Linked DNA regions of Mus musculus: region 2 is linked to region 1. Evidence: chromatin contacts called from public ChIA-PET data. All regions are on one chromosome and are shown on one strand. Each heading gives the region's core, a stretch centred on a gene start, on an enhancer-like site or on the middle of the called end of the contact. The rest is flanking DNA. Distances are from core to core; before and after follow the strand shown.

Region 1 (2,700 bases), core at 144-2,643:
ACACTGTGAAGTACAAGCAGTGCTGGGAAATAATTAGCTGTAGTGTTAGAATAAAAGCAAACATGTAAACATCTTTCTAATTAAGTCACTACAAGGTTTGAGATGGGAACCAGGGAGTTGCTGGCTAGTTCTGCTGTAAGCCAAGTGAGCAAAGCCCAACCGCAGCCTCCCAGTTACCTCCCTGCATTTTCATGGACCCCACTGACGCCTCTGGGTCACTGTCCCTTGTACCTGTGGTGTACCTGGGAAATACCCCTGTGACCACTGGCCTTGACAGAATCTAGAATCACCCAAGAGGCAAGCCTTTAGGGATGCAATTGATCACCTTCACTGGCATGGAGAAGACCCATCTAGACTGAGAGCAGGACCATTCCCTGGGCTGCAGGCAATAGAACAAGAAGCTGAAGTGCTTGGAAGCATTCCCACATCTTCCTGAGCCTCCTGGGTGTGGACAGGGTGTGAGAAACTGCTCTGAGTTCCTGTTGCCATGACTTCTCTATCACAGTGAGCTTTACTTGTGAGCTGAAGATGCCTCTGTCTCTCGTGCTGCTTTTGTTAGTGTATCATATCACAGCCTCAGAGAAGTAACTGAGATGAAGACTTTGAACTCTGCATGTGACAAAGGGACCCAATGACTTGCAGACAGAGGCCCTTTGGTTTGCTTGTTTTGATTATGCAAGTTAGAAAAAATGTCTCTGAGCTATCCAGGGGTCTCCAGCTGCTTCTTCTGCTACAAACTACAGCTACCTGCAGTTAGTTGTTTAAGGTACTGGCTATGCCAGGTCCCAAGCAGGTCCAAGCTGATCTCTCCTTGTTGAAGTTAAAGGCTTTGTAATACCTCTGCCCTATTATCTTCTGCTTTTAGCTTCAGGTGGTTGTGTAGATTGAACTAAGCCCTCTGCCCTCAACAAAGAGGCACTTCAGCCCCTCACATCTGGCCTTTATTTACAAATAAGCTCATACTGGGTATAAGCAATACACAGAACACATGAGAGCTGGCTCAGTTGATAAAGTGCTTGCTAGATAAGCATTAGGACCAAAGTTTAGATCTCCAGCCTCTGTGGAGAAAGGCTGTACCTGGTGATCCCGATAGTTGTTGTGTTAGATTTTGGCAGAATTGTTTTTTGCTTTGTCAGTGCCCTTGTATTTAGGGTGAGCAGATGTTTGTTCATATATCCTTGGTGGGGGGAATTACTCAGCATTCATGTTAAAACACAAATGAGTGATGATAGGTGTTTATAACTCTAGACTTGAGGATGAAGAGAGAAGGACCCAGGTCCAAGTCCTAAACATGATTGAGCTAGTCTGGATGCCCTCCCCTGAGCTGAGAACCCATGGGCAACTGTCAGCTTCTGGGGAGGGCGACTACTTTTTCTCTGGAGGTTACCAGTAGGTTACTGATGCTCCAAGGGATGCTCCCACATCTAGTCATACACAAGCAACAGTCATCGACTCAGTAGGATATCAAAAAGAAAAAAAGGAAGACATAAAGTTGGGGGAGGGGTGTATTAGGGAGATCACAGGAGCTTTGGAGAGAAAATATGCAGTGGGTATGACCATAATAGGTTGTATATATGTATGAAATTCTCCAATAATAATTTAATAATAAAACTAAAATGTAGAAGAAATCCAAAAATCTATAGCATCCAAGGAATGATGCCCATGGTAACCCCTTAGCCTCCACATCCATGTGCACACATGTGTCTGTGCACCTGCATACATATATGCATGTACTTGTGGACATACACACATAAGCACACACACATGTACATACACATATCCTCATGGATGTACACACACACCAGCACGCACACATACACACAAACACACAAAGACAGATCACAGCAGACTAGAGTGGGGTCTCAGTGCAATACAACTGATGTCACTGGAGGAAAAGGACAGGACAAAAAAAAAAACCAAAAAACCCTGGATGTACATGGGAAATGCTACAACGAGACTCACACACAGAGTGACTGCCATGTCCAACAGTGGCATGCAGAGATGGCAGAGTCTGTAGTCATCTAGAACACCAAGGCCTAAAGCTAGGAGAGAACCCCAACCCCACGGATGCTCTGCTTTCAGACCTCCAGCCTTTAGAATTGGGAAGAAACTCCTTTATTTCATTTAACGTTGCCAGTGTCTGGAAGTCCATGACAGCCTCCCCTAGAAACAGCACAGACTGTCTATAAATTATGTATTGTCTGTAACAGCAGTGACCTTGCAACTCTCAAACCCCACAACTATACACTTATGAGGATTTTAATATTCTTAAGTGATGGAAAGAAGAAAGAACAAACTTGTAGAATTTTTTTTTCTCTTGAAGCTTTTTTGTTTATTGAACTTAAAAACAGGATTCCTGAAGATGAAAAAAAGCACTTTGGTTTAACTGTCATTTGAAATTATGATTTCATTAATTCTGTCAAATGAAAAAGCACTTCATTTGAAAAGGAAAAGTAATCAGAAAGAAAGGAAGTTATATTTCGTTGATCGGGAAACAGCTGGGTGCAGTGCTGTCGCACGGGAAGGTTTTTCAATGTCTGACCCACTGGCTCCTTTAGGTCAGCTCCAAAGAGTGACAGAGAGGCTCTAAGAGTAATATCTTCCTACAAATTTGCACTTCGTCCAAGACTCAGTTTAAGACTCTAGTCTCCAAGCTTTCTTTTCTTTAAAAGTCAATGCAGAGTGAAGTACTTAGTAAGA
Region 2 (2,700 bases), core at 96-2,595, 370 kb after region 1:
AGGTGCCCAGTAAGTCCACTAATGGACTCACCTTGAAAAAAAAAGAGACTGTATCACCTGTGTGCTTCCATCTAAACATGGTAAAGACCTGAGAGTGTTAGACACACTGTAATTAGCACTGACTTTCTTTTTACCTTGGAGAAGTACTATAGAGGTAGGCCTGACCCAGCACTTGCAGAAGCACCAGCTATATATATGGTTGCTTTCCCAGCAGAGCAGGCTTAATACAGTAACACCAGAGAGAGATCTGAGTGACTCCGGGATAATTAACCATGGTTGGAAGCGGCTGAGTTTTGTGAGACACTGCTAGAACACCACGATGGAAGCATCTAGAGTCCCACCCTTTCCTGGGAACTAAACAGAGATATTCCAAATGTCAACCCTTGGATTTCTAATCAATAAGTCCATTGTCAGATCATTTGCAACCAGTTTATTCAGCTGGCATTGACGGAGCACTTGATTTATTATTTCTGAGCTGTTTGAAGTATGTGTATACACACACACACACAGCCAGCATGCATTTATACATGCCAGACCCGGTTGCACTTTCTTGCATTTTTTTTACTTTGGTTGGACAAATTCATGGAGCTTACGAAGGAGGACTTGACCAGATCATAAATCAAGGGGATGCCATTTCTGATAAGTGAACATGTTTTTTTCTTGAAGCACTGTATGACAAAACACTGAGGAACCTGGAGCCTAACACAAAGCAAGACCTATCACATTTCCCCGCCCTTCAGCTGCTGGCTTCTTTATTCTAGAACATACCCACAACTGGCAGGCTCCTTTGGGAACTTTAATGTACCTTTATTTCCCTTTATTCCCTAGAAAGGAGCTCGCAGCAGCTTCATTAGCCCCCCCCCCCCCACTGCCTTCTTTGTATCCAGTGTGAACGGAGTAAAATGAGCCAAGATTAGTTTTGATTTTTTTATCCAGAGATATATGTTTTTATATTTTCAATTTGATCAAAAGTAGGGAAACATAATATACCTAACATATTAGGTATATTATATATATATATATATATATATATATATATATATATATATATATATATGTGTGTGTGTGTGTGTGTGTGTGTGTGTGTGTGTGTGTATTTATTACATAATGTAATATATTATATTTATTATATATATTACTTTATTTATTTATTTATTTATTTATTTATTTATTTATTTATTAGAAGGGTGTAATGTTGAGATCCAAGAACCAGGACAATACATTTAAGGTTTGCTTTCCTGCAGATTGCTACCACCCAGGCTTGCTTTGGAGTTCTGTTCTCCATGCTGGAATGGAAACTTTCTTTGCCCAGCAGCCACCACACAAATCAGGACCACCATGAGGGGACAGCTCCCTAAGAAGCCTATGGGGTTTTGTTCCTTCACAGAGATACCAAGCAAAGGGGACAAGCACTATGAAGATGCTATATCAGCAACTGTTGCACTTCACTCCAGCTTCATGTTAGCAAGGGTGGTCATTATCCAGTATAATGCTATCAGGAAAATATCATCAGGGGGTGAAAGAAACCGGACGCACAGAAATCTGTGACACTTCATGGTGTTGGAATTTACAGCCTCGTTCTGGTGGAAACAGGAGTGATTACAACTCAGAGTCTTCAAGTGTTCTGAAAACTTAACTGTAGGGTTTTGTTTCATTACAGTTTTGCCCATGCAAAGAAATCTTTCTAAAAGGGTCTTCCAGCAACATGAGTCACAGAGATGCCAGGAAGAATGCAGAAACTGAAAACAGAAATTTCTCCTAAGTGGATACTGGCGCTTTTGCCTGATTATACAGCTGAGAAAACAGATTAGGAGAAACTGTTAAAAGAGTTTTCTTTTATTGCCACAAAACCATTTCAAAGAAAAGATAAACTCACAGAACTATTACAAATGTTGTAAAATGCCCAAGAAAGCCTGGTAAATAAGGAAGTTTTAGATTACTGCTCACATAAAAATAAGTGTTACTGTCCATCACTGCTCTGGGTGGAATAGGCTCCTCGAGAGGAACGCGCAGAGTCTATAAGGAAAACCGCCGAGGCTGATTCCAATTCAAATTGCACATTGTTTACAAGACAGTTTGCCTTCTCATTTCTCTGAGCCTAGCCTTTGCTAACTACACTCATAAAACTTCCTCTTTCATTTCAATTTCTATTGGAACTTAAAAGTTTATGGGAGTGAGTGGACCCGTTCTTCTGAGGCTATGTTTTCAGACTCAGCCTCCCTGGCATCTGCCGCACATCCCAGGACCCCAAGCGGCAGTGAGAACAATAGCCTTTCTGCACAGCTGCAAACTGGATAACCATTATCAGGACCACAAACACTGTCGTTTAGACTCAGCCTGTCATTGAATGTGGGTTTTTCTGAAAGTTCCTAGAAGAGTGCTCTTTTATCTCACGCCACCAGTGTGAGTAGGCAGGAACAGTATATCTGCAATCCAACAGCCATATGCACGATTTTTTAAAAGTTCAAATGGCTAAAAATAAAAAATGTATATTTAAAAAGAAGCCAGTTATGCAGTTTCTTTCTGGAGCAGAAATTGTTCTAAGTTATAACCGCATGGGAGGACATAAAGGCATAGTAGCGAGGGAGAATATTGTGGCCAAACTGTTACTAGCAGCAACACAATGGTTTTACCGCACCCAGAGTCTCCTGGCTATGTCTGGGAACCAAGCTCCAGGTGGTCCCCAGGGACTCTGTGTCT

What was found. ChIA-PET counts read pairs in DNA pulled down with a chosen protein or histone mark.
Region 2: a contact with region 1 is called in an SMC1A ChIA-PET map of the G1E-ER4 cell line, with 6 read pairs. The contact joins two enhancer-like sites. A contact is called at or near these places in 1 of 15 datasets of contacts at CTCF or cohesin (the G1E-ER4 cell line) and 1 of 484 Hi-C or Micro-C datasets (uterus).

The regions. Positions count from the first base shown.
Region 1 is chr1:125,942,513-125,945,212 of GRCm38.p6, forward strand. All of the region lies in intron 16 of Nckap5 (NCK-associated protein 5), which reads right to left. Among named protein-coding and RNA genes, the nearest start is that of Lypd1, 32 kb to the left of the region's middle. Within about 2 kb of position 1,394, at least 1 of the 459 cell types and tissues checked has an H3K27ac peak or open chromatin away from gene starts, as enhancers often do. A contact at or near this core is called in the G1E-ER4 cell line, where this site is marked.
Region 2 is chr1:126,315,721-126,318,420 of GRCm38.p6, forward strand. All of the region lies in intron 5 of Nckap5 (NCK-associated protein 5), which reads right to left. Among named protein-coding and RNA genes, the nearest start is that of Gm35562, 270 kb to the left of the region's middle. Within about 2 kb of position 1,346, at least 23 of the 459 cell types and tissues checked have an H3K27ac peak or open chromatin away from gene starts, as enhancers often do. A contact at or near this core is called in the G1E-ER4 cell line, where this site is marked.